Linked DNA regions of Capra hircus: region 2 is linked to region 1. Evidence: chromatin contacts called from public Hi-C data. All regions are on one chromosome and are shown on one strand. Each heading gives the region's core, a stretch centred on a gene start, on an enhancer-like site or on the middle of the called end of the contact. The rest is flanking DNA. Distances are from core to core; before and after follow the strand shown. Region 1 has its middle 23 kb from the start of TRNAC-GCA. Region 2 has its middle 61 kb from the start of PMAIP1.

Region 1 (5,469 bases), core at 2,049-4,548:
TCATAGCTTTTCTTTCAAGGAGCAAACGTCTTTTAATTTCATGGCTGCAGTTACCATCTGCAGTGATTTTGAAGCCCCCCAAAATAAAGTCTCCCATGGCAGAAAGCAAAAAACTAAAGAGCCTCTTGATGAAAGTGAAAGAGGAGAGTGAAAAAGCTGGCTTAAAACTCAACACTCAGAAAACTAAGATCATGGCATGGGTCCCATCACTCATGGCGAATAGCTGGAGGCTGGGTTAGGCTTGTCTAATGACTGTGTCTCCCATCCCTCTCTGGAAGGTCCCAGTTTATGTTTCTGCTGCATCTCTGCCCTCTAGTGGCCCAACAGAGTCAGTGGGCCAAGAGGAGAAGATGTGTCTTCTGGGAAACACCTTCTGGAATAGATCAGTGCCCACTTCAGGGTGCAAATCCAGAGCTGCAAAAAAGATATCTAGCCTTCAAGTCATCTCGTAGGAATAATTAGAAGATTATTTAAAAAGACACAAAATTAGATGGGACCCCCACTCAAACATTATAGGAAGCTTTGCTTGTTTGTTTTTAATTCTTCCTGATTGGCAAAATTTATAATATTGCCCAAGCCCAGGAAAGGCAGATGAAAAATGAACAAGCAAGCACTGTTCTGGAAGTGGAAGGGGTGTAACCTTTCATAAAAATGCTCTGGGGTCTCCCCTGGTGGCTCAGTGGTAAAGAGCTCAGCCTGCCAGTACGGGAAACACAGGTTTGATCCCTGGACCGGGAAGATCCCGTGCGCCGCGGAACAACCAAGCCCGAGGGCCACAGCCATGGAGCCTGCGTTCTGGGGCCCAGGAACTATTGCAGAAACCAGACCTTGAAAAGCCAAGCCCCACACTTGGAGAGTTGGAGGACTCAGGTTTATTACGCCGGCGGGCCCGGAGGAGTCAACACTCCAAGCTCTGAGCCTGGAACAAAGTGGCTACAGGGTTTTCATACATGGACAGGCATGATTAAGCGGGTTTGAGGGTTTGCAGGGGCTGGGCGATTGCGAAGAGCAGGACAAGGGCGAGCAAGATAAGCTCCAGTTCCTCGTATTGTGAGTCCCCACTTTCTGAGACCTATGTGACCCAGACTTTGAAAGGAGCAAGCTGGGTTACAGAGGCAGAAGGAGCAGGAGGTTATGCACAATTCTAACTTTTCCTCTTCAGAACCACAAAGACGGAGCCCACGTGCCCAGCTACTGAGGCTGGCGCGCCCCAGAGCCTGTGCTCTGCTGAGGAGAGGCCACAGCAGGAGAAGCCTGCACACAGCGTCATCCCCGTGCTCGGCAGCTGGAGATGAAGGAGCCCGCACAGCAAACAGGGAGACCCGGCACAGCCAGAAATGAATGAATGAAAATAGGAAAGAAGAGAAGATGCTTTGGCAATAGGTTTCAACATGCAGCATGTTAATCTTGTTTGACCGAGGAATCCCATCACTGGGAGTTTATGAAGGATCAACTCACACAAAAGCCAAAAGATGTATATAGGAGAGTATTCATAGATTAAAAGGAAAACTTGAAAATGATCCCTGTTCCAAAATAAACAGCTGATTATACATATGGTTCGAACATAGGGCATGTATGAATCTTATAGATCCATACTTGACAGAATGTTATAGATCTGTATTTGACAATCCATAAATTGTCAAGTGAAAACAGAAGATTGTAAGGCAATAAATACTGTTTAACTCCATTCATTAAAAAATATTTGTATGTGTATTATAGAGGAAGATGCCTGCAAGAGTGAATGCTAGAACATTCACAGTGCCTATCTCTAAACATTTGAATTGCCAGTTACTTTTATCATCTTTGCTTTTTGTTCTCATTTTTTGGCCCCGTTGGAGGATCTCATTTCCCAAACCAGGGATGGAACCTTGGCCACAGTTGTGACAGCCCAGAACCCTAACCATGAGGCCACCAGAGAACTCTCTTCTTTGTATTTTTTTGAATAGATAAATGAACAAGTATCCTTTTTATAAAAAAAGTAATGCTATATTTAAAATCGAGCAGAATAAATAAAATTGGTTACTTAAACTGTAAATAAAAGAACATATTTTTCTTAATCAAAAGCAATGCTGAAATATTACCCATCAATAAAAAGAAATGAACAAAACCTTGAGTCTCAGAAACATCATGCCGTGTGAAATAAGCTTGTCCATTTATGTGACATTATAAAGGAAGAAACAAATCTATATGGATAGTAAACAGATCAAGGGTCACCTGGGGCCCTGGGTCTGGGATTAACTTCAAAGAGACACATGAAAAATGTTTTGGAGTGACTGAAACATTCTATATCTTAATTGACGGGTGGCTAACAGGCGAATATATTTTTAAAATCATGGACTCATGCACTGTAGATGGATCCACTGAACACGCTGAAGAAAAGCTGCTCACACATACGTGGAAGTTTGTGAGTTACGGAGACAGTGACATTGACCTGGAGTCCCTAAACTCAAGATGGGCGTGTTGGGCAAGGCAGACCCTGGGCACACTTGTGAAATCAGGAGGATTTGCACTTCTACCTCCCTGGAAACCAATTCAGTCTTCACCTCATTCCATCCATGACCTTAGACAATACTAGTTTTCACCTTCCCTAAAAAAAAAAAAAAAAAAAGCCCTGGAGCTTTCATGCAGAGAAATGTGGACATGATTATAACCAGCCTAATGGTTTATACTCCCTGAGAGTGCTTCTATCAGGATCACAATCTAAATCTGAGGCTGGAGAAAGGAAGCCCCGTGAGTGACGGTGGAGCGGAGCGCCTGTGTTGCGAGGGTCTCTGGAAGACCCTGCAGGGTACCCCTCTATGGGGACCGTGTGCCTGGCTTAAAGTCCACTACCTTGTCCTTCGATCTTCAGAGCTGCAGTGTCTGTGTTAGTCACTCAGCCGTGTCCGACTCTTTGTGACCCCATGGACTGCACTCCAGCCTCCTCTGTCCACGGAATTCTCCAGGCCAGAATACTGGAGTGGGTGGCCATTCCCTGCTCCAGGAGATCTTCCCAACCCAAGGATCAAACCCAGGTCTCCCCCTTTGCAGGCGGATGCTCTACCACCTGAGCCGCCAGGGAAGCCCTTAGAGCTGCAAGGGGTCTTACAAATCCTGTGTATTTATTCATGGGTTTGTAAGCCCAGTTACTGAAAGCCTTCTGGGCTCCCCTGGGCCACGTGCTAAAGACAGAAGAGAACGCAACGGATGCCACCCACAGGGAGCTGACAGTCTCGTAGGAGATTCCAAGACGGGAAGTTGTTGGGAGTCTGCACGAGGGACCACTGACCCGGAAGCCATGGGCGGCAGGATCACTGGATGGTTCTCGCCACTGTGCCCCGCACAGCACCAGCGCCTGTGGGGCAGGCACAAGGAGGACGGATAGAGTCAGCCGGAGACTCTACAGCCGAGGACTGGAAATAGAAAACATAAGCGGTTTTCCTATTGTTTGAAAGCTCAATGATGCGAAAGACTTTGTTCAGAGGTATGCCAGACCAATGGATGGCTGTCGGGGGAGGTCCTGTTTTCAGACAGTTGTCTGTGCAATGAGATTCATTTCATGACCCCTCTTATCCCCTTGTTTTGGACCCAAGTTAGATTTTTAAAAGAAAGAATAAATGTTCATTTCACAAGTACTTCATAATGAACTCACATTTGTAACATCTGAAATGTTATTTCCAGAAAGAAATTGGGAGACAGAACAGAATAGAGGTAAAAAGGCATTTTTTAAAATCTCTTTTTATAAAAGAGAGCAAGATGACTTCACTCTAATTGACTGGGTTTGGGTCTGTTAAATTATAAGTACTAAATTTTCTTTTTTTAAAAAATCAGGTTTAAAATTTACACTCAATAGCTTACATTCAATAAAGTTTGCCCTTTTTATGTGTTCAGTTCATTCGCTCAGTTGTGTCCGACTCTCTGCGACCCCGTGAACTGCAGCACGCCAGGCTTCTCTGTCCATCACCAACTCCCGGAGTTTACTCAAACTCATGTCCATTGAATCGGTGATGCCATCCAACCATCTCATCCTCTGTTGTCCTTTTTCCTCCTGCCTTCAATCTTTCCCAGCATCAGGGTCTTTTCAGATGAGTCAGTTCTTCGCATCAGGTGGCCAAAGTGTTGGAGTTTCAGCTTCAGCATCAGACCTTCCAATGAACATTCAGGACTGATCTCCTTTAGGATGGACTGGTTGGATCTCCTTGCAGTCCAAGGGACTCTCAAGAGTCTTCTCCAACACCACAGTCCAAAAGCATCAATTCTTCAGCCTTCAGCTTTCTTTATACTCCAACTCTCACATCCATACATGACCACTGGAAAAACCATAGCCTTGACTAGACGGACCTTTGTTGGCAAAGTAACACATCTCTGCTTTTTCATATGCTGTCTAGGTTGGTCATAACTTTTCTTCCAAGGAGCAAGCGTCTCTTAATTTCTTGGCTGCAGTCACTATCTGCAGTGATTTTGGAGCCCCCCAAAATAAAGTCACTGTTTCCCCATCTATTTCCCATGAAGTGATGGGACCGGATGCCATGATCTTAGTTTTCTGAATGTTAAGCTTTAAGGCAACTTTTTCACTCTCCTCTTTCACTTTCATCAAGAAGCTCTTTAGTTCTTTGCTTTCTGCCATAAGGGTGGTGCTATCTGCATATCTGAGGTTATTGATATTTCTCCCGGCAATCTTGATTCCAGCTTGTACAGTTCTGTGGATTCTGACAAATGAATACAGTCATAGAGACACCACCAGAATCAAGATGGCAAATATTTCCACTACCCCCCAAAAGTTTCCTAATGCCCCTTTGAAGTCACAAGATACAACATTTTGGAGGTGAACCAAAATTCCACTCGAAGCGTCTCAGTTGGGAAGCCAGATATTCTTTTCACCTAGGAGGAGGCTGTTTGCAGAAATCAGCTGTGCACCAAGGAGCTAGCTGGTTTTTATCGCTTGTTTTTGTTGTTGTTTCTTCCTGTTATCTCTGCTGTTCTTCCCAAGTAGTCTGTTGGCATAAGTGATTTTAGCTGGGAGGACTGGGTTTTTTGCTTTGCAAATTTACTTTAGATTTAAATGAGAATTAGATTGAATTACAATGGGACGAAAAAGCACTCACTTAACTCAGAGCCTAAATTCTAAAACAACAAAACATTGTTGACTAAGAAGGAAAAAAGAAATGGGTGGGTACCTAGTGGTAGACAGAGGGCTTGTGACTGTGCTCAGTAGCATCAGACTCTTTCGGAGGCCACGGACTGTAGCCCACCAGGCTCCTCTCCCCATAAGAAATTTCAGGGAAGAATACTAGAGCGAGTTGCTATTTTCTACCCCAGGTGATCTTCCCAACCCAGGGAGTGACCCCTCATCTCCTGGGTCTCCTGCATTGGTAGGCAGAGTCTTTATCGCTAAACCACCAGGGAAGCGCAGACCAGCTGCTAGAATTTACTTAATTCTGGTGTGAGGAGGCAGGTGGGGTGACTGTTGCCAGGTTGAGGGAGGGGGAG
Region 2 (5,469 bases), core at 2,178-4,677, 110 kb before region 1:
GAAGATCTTTTTTGTACAGTTCTTCTGTGTATTAATACACCTCTTCTTACTATCTTCTGCTTCTGTTAGATCCATACCATTTCTGTCCTTTATTGAGCCCATCTTTGCGTGAACTGTTCCCTTGGTATCTCTAATTTTCTTGAAGAGCTCTCTAGCCTTGCCCATTCTGTTGTTTTCCTCTATTTCTTTGCATTGATCGCTGAGGAAGGCTTTCTTATCTCTCCTTGCTATTCTTTGGAACTCTGCATTCAGAAGCTTACAGAATACCCTAGAAATAAGTCCTATAAAATGTTCTCTGCATTCTTACTAAAACACACATGTAAGGGAGACAAGCAGAATTCGTGTAACTTTTTCTTTGGAAAATAAAGGTTGTTGTTAATTTTTATTGGAGGGTGGTTGCTTGGCAATGTTGTGTTAGTTTCTGCTGCACAGCCAAACACGTCAGTTGTATGTGTGTGTGTGTGCTGTGCGCAGTCGCTCAGTCCTGTTCAACTCTTTGCAACTCCATGGACTGTAGCCCACCAGGCTCCTCTGTCCATGGGATTCTCCAGGCAAGAAGACTGGAGTGGGTAGCCTTTCCCTCCTCCAGGGGATCTTCCCAACCCAGGGTTCGAACCCAGGTCTCCCACACTGCGGGCAGATTCTTTATGCTCTCAACCACCAGGGAAGCCCATGTTTATATCTCTCCCCTCTTTTCTGGATTTCCTTCCATTTGGGTCACCATAGAGCAGAGTTCCCTGTGCTGAACAGCAGGTTCCCATTAGCTACCTATTTTATACATAGTATCCATAGAGTAAGAGATCCCTATTGTTTAATCCAATCTATTCCTCCCCATTTTTACACGGAACTCATTATGTACTGATCTATTGCTAATAGATCGTTTCTTTTATTCTTTAGATTAGACCATGCTGCTTCTAAATCTTGCCTGCTGCTGCTGCTGCTAAGTCACTTCAGTCGTGTCCGACTCTGTGCGACCCCATAGACGGCAGCCCACCAGGCTCCCCCGTCCCTGGGATTCTCCAGGCAAGAACACTGGAGTGGGTTGCCATTTCCTTCTCCAGTGCATGAAAGTGAAAAGTGAAAGTGACGTTGCTCAGTTGTATCTGACTCTTAGCGACCCCATGGACTGCAGCCTACCAGGCTCCTCCGTCCATAGGATTTTCCAGGCAAGAATATTGGAGTGGGGTGCCATTGCCTTCTCCGAAATCTTGCCTAATATATCATAATAAGGTAATAGCCCAATTATACGCCAAGGGTTTTTTTTTTTTTTTTTTTTTTTCCACTAGCCTCTTTGCCTCCTTTCTCATTCCATTTTTGGGTGACACCAGCTGCCGCATCTTACGCCTGTGAAGAGACAGGACCAAATAAGAGAGGAAGGGTGTTGGGATTAAAGAGAGGTGGGACAAGGCAGGGAGCAAGAAATGCCTGGCTCCCTTCCATCCTTCATGGAAAACTGAGGAAGAGGAGCACATACACAATGCAGACCCACAAGCTGGAACTCTGGCCAAATTTTACACTGAAAACATTAAAAAGATCAAACATAAAATTTTTACTTAGATGCAAAAGTTCCCATGCCAGATATGCAGCATAAGGACTGAAAGAACTAGCAAGCAGCCCTGTGTTAATTTCTTTTTTTAAATTGTATCATTGACCAGATACTCATTGGAAGTAAACAGTGGATTACTGCTGAGAAAAGAAAAAATGCCACTGCGGTCTTAGACAGAATCTGGGGAGGAAGACAGTGTGTCCCAGCTAGGTCCAGGATGTATCATGTCCACTGCGTCTCACTCTGAACACAGTGTTTTAAGAGTCGCTTGAACACATTTAAAGAGCAGTACAAAGGGCGGGGAGACCCATAACTATTTTATGAGCAGAAGCGGAAGAAACATAAAGAGAACTGAGCTCCTGTGCATAAAACCAAGGAGTGAAATCAAAGAGCAAACTAAACCCTGCTGGACGCAGAAAGCATCGGTGGCAATTACAAGGCGCTGTTGGAGATGTGGTGGGCCCAGAGTAATAGGATTTCTTACACTGGTGTTACAGAGAGCCACCGATCCATCTCTCTAAAGCGCAAAATTAATGCTCAAGGTGCACTCATCATTAAATGGATCAAGTGCCTCAGAAAAAGAAAAACAAATAATCTGCTTTAAAAGGCTACATGTACAAAGGGGGTCGCATGACAGGATTTGGGGAGCTGATGGATTGCTCTGGGTCTTGGCAGTGGAAGTGGTTTTGTGACTCTACACGTGTCAAAATTCGCAAGTCTGTCCACCCAAAACAGACAGATTTTACTGTTGTAAACTGCAAAATAAATGAGTCAAGGCATTTTAGGATACAACGAAGCTAATTTTATCCATAGAAAGAAAGTCGCTGGGTCGTGTCCTACTCTTTGCGACCCCATGGACTGTAACCCAGCAGGCTCCTCTGTCCATGGGGATTCTCCAGGCAAGAATGCTGGAGTGGGTTGCCATGCCCTCCTCCAGGGGATCTTCCCACCCCAGGGATTGAACCCAGGTCTCCCACATTGCAGGCAGATTCTTTACTGTCTGGGCCACCAGGGAAGCCCAAGAAGCCTGGAGTTGACAGCCTCTCTCTTCTCCAGGGGATCTTCCGACCTAGGGATGGAACTGGGGTCTCGCGCGTTGCAGGGGGATTCTTTCTTTATGTTATAGGACACACTGATTCCAGAGTAGAAAAAAGACACTGAGGAGAGTCCCTGGCATTTCACCTTGTTGATGCTCTCTGAGTGGGGGATAGGCATCCTGGACGCGTTAACAGAGGCCTGTTTCAGTCTCGCCAGGGCAGGGGACGGGGGTTGCTGGGGAAGAGAGGCCGGCTTCCCCGCTTAAAGCAGAGGGAAGAGCCAGGGCAGGCTGAGACGCAGGCGGCGCACCGGGTGGGGAGTCCGAGCCGTCGGCGCTGGGCTGGAGCCCGGAGCTCCAGGGTTTCCCGCGACCCCCGGAAGCCGGAAGGGGGCCCGCAAGGACGCTCCCTGGGGTCTTCAGAGGACGTGCAGCCTGCTGCCAGCTTGATCTTCGCCCTCTGGCCCCCAGACTGCGAGGCGGTAGATTCCTGTTACTTTAAGCTACTTAGTTGGTGGCGATTTGTGAGGAAGCCCCGGAAAACTCACACACCCCCTGAACGCGTGTCACGTTGGTTCCTTGCGGTCCGCTAAGCACGCCGCCGGTGTCCCCGCCCCAGGGACCTGGCTCTCGCCGCTCCCTGCCCAGCGCGCTCTCCCTTCCGTCTCCAGGGGCGCGTCGCCCCCGCGCCATTCAGCTCCCGGTTCCAGGGTCACCTCCTCCACCGTCAAGCGCTCAAGCGCCAAGAGCCGCCGAGAGACTTTCGGTTCCGTTCGGTTCCGCGCATTCGCCTCACCGCTTACCTGCGCAGCTTGCAGCGACCTGGTGCGTTGCCTGGGTGCGCCGCCTCTTTGTCCGCTTGCCCCCAGCCTAACACACTCACAGACGGCGACTCGGCCTCACCCGCTGCTGCACCGAGAGCCCGAGCAGCGCTTCGTACTTAGTAAGAGGGGACCAGTTGGTCCCGGTTTATCTGACTGTCCTGGTTTTCAACCTTCTTTAAACCAAAAGAATCTAATGTCCCCGGACAGCCTTGGGAAGGCAGGGATGGCTCATCCCACTACTGGTGGACACTGGCGATCCAGTTACCGGGAACCCCAGCAGCTGCATGAGCAAGCCTTTTAAATAAAGGTCTTCCTCACGAAATCCAACATAATGTAGTTGAGCATTTTGGTCACAAGGTGGCGCTGCACTACTAGATTTATTAACACACCAACTGTGATTAAGTCAACCACACGAGGTAACGTAATATTCAAAACTGTTGAGGTATTCAGCTATCTTCATATAGAATTATTAGAGTCTTCTTTAAGACTGAAGTATAGAATTATATCCCTTTGAGGAACTTTTAATTCCGGTGTCTATTTCTGCCAATCATTAAATTTTTCCATATAGAAAAAAAATGAATTTATATGACTGCTTTGCATTTTAATCCTGTTAAGACTTGTGTGACATTAGCTTGAAAAACCTACAGTTGGATATATGTAACTATGACTACAATAACATCTTGTATCCGAAGATTTAAAATATAGAAAGTATTTATGTATTCACTATGTGACCACTTGAAGGTTTTGATAGCTGCAGAAAAAAAATAAACTTGACCAAAAAAAAAAAACCTAACATCAGAAATATCCCAAAGCAAGCTTCCCTCAACTTCACAGATCCTTCAGTAACAGATAATCCCAACCTGGTTTTCTTTTCTAGCAGAAACTTGTAAAATTATCATGGCAGAAGAGTTCACCTCCAGACTTCATGTCTGTAATAGAGACTTACCACTCTGAATAGTCCAGAAGTTAAACTTTGCTCCAGGGAACAGTTGGGTGTTCTTTTGTCTGTGTGTTTTTGGTTTAGATCTCCTAGCCTTAGATTTTTAATTGAAGTATATTTCATCTACAATGCTGTGTTAATTTCAAGTTTACAGCAAAATAATTTGGTTTTATTTTTATTCTTTTTCAGATTCTTTTCCATTATAGGTTATTACAAGACAGTAAGTCTATTTCCCTGTGCTACACAGTAGGCCCTTGTTTGCCTATTTTAAATATTCCATGGAACTGTTCTCAAAACAGAGGTCATAATTCAAGGAAATGTTATCCTCTCTTATCTCTAAAGATTAAGGTAGCTCAGTCCTGTCTTGGCAAGACAATAATGCTATGTTTGTATCATGCAAGCAACAGTATATGTTATTTATAAAGAATATATGTTTATAGCTGACGTAAGCAGAGAAGGCAATGGCAATCCCACTCCAGTACTCTTGCCTGGAAAATCCCGTGGACACAGGAGCCTGGTAGGCTGCAGTCCATGGGGTTGCACAGAGTCAGACACGACTGAAGTGACTTAGCAGCAGCAGCTAAGAAAGGGCTGACAGATACCATGATGAAATCCTCATGGTGGTGACTTTCAGGGAGAAATTAAGGGAAATTGAATCAGGAAGGAGGTCAAGGGGACTACAGCTTAATCGGTATTATTTATTTTTCAAAAGAAATTATAAGTTTGATATTTTCTTGTGAGTGCTAATATTGCCTATATTATATTCTGTTGTTTCCTTTCTAACTTTTCCAATTAAAAGACGAAGAAAGAAGTATTGTCTCCAAGGGTCAGTTGACTTTCCTGTAACAAGTCTGTCAGTTCAGGGAAAAAACAGAATATGTTCAAAGTGAAGCAGCCTTTGGCCTCCTCGAATGAAACTTGCATGAAGACACAAGAACCCAGGATGGGTTATTCCGATCAGAAATTGTTTTGTTTTATTTGATATTTAACATTTTTCTTCCAGTGTTTTTGAGACATAATTGACATACAACACTGTACCAATTTTAGGTGCTATATTTTACAATAACAATTTGACTTACGTACATCATGAGATGATTATAACCATAAGTTGATTGAACATCTG

Evidence for each region. A called contact is a pair of places that touch in the nucleus more often than the background predicts.
Region 2: a contact with region 1 is called in a Hi-C map of blood, with 5 times the contacts expected there. The contact joins two enhancer-like sites. A contact is called at or near these places in 4 of 5 Hi-C or Micro-C datasets (blood and liver).

The regions. Positions count from the first base shown.
Region 1 is chr24:58,898,345-58,903,813 of ARS1.2, reverse strand. No RefSeq gene overlaps it. Among named protein-coding and RNA genes, the nearest start is that of TRNAC-GCA, 23 kb to the right of the region's middle. Within about 2 kb of position 3,298, at least 1 of the 5 cell types and tissues checked has an H3K27ac peak or open chromatin away from gene starts, as enhancers often do.
Region 2 is chr24:59,006,174-59,011,642 of ARS1.2, reverse strand. No RefSeq gene overlaps it. Among named protein-coding and RNA genes, the nearest start is that of PMAIP1, 61 kb to the right of the region's middle. Within about 2 kb of position 3,427, at least 2 of the 5 cell types and tissues checked have an H3K27ac peak or open chromatin away from gene starts, as enhancers often do.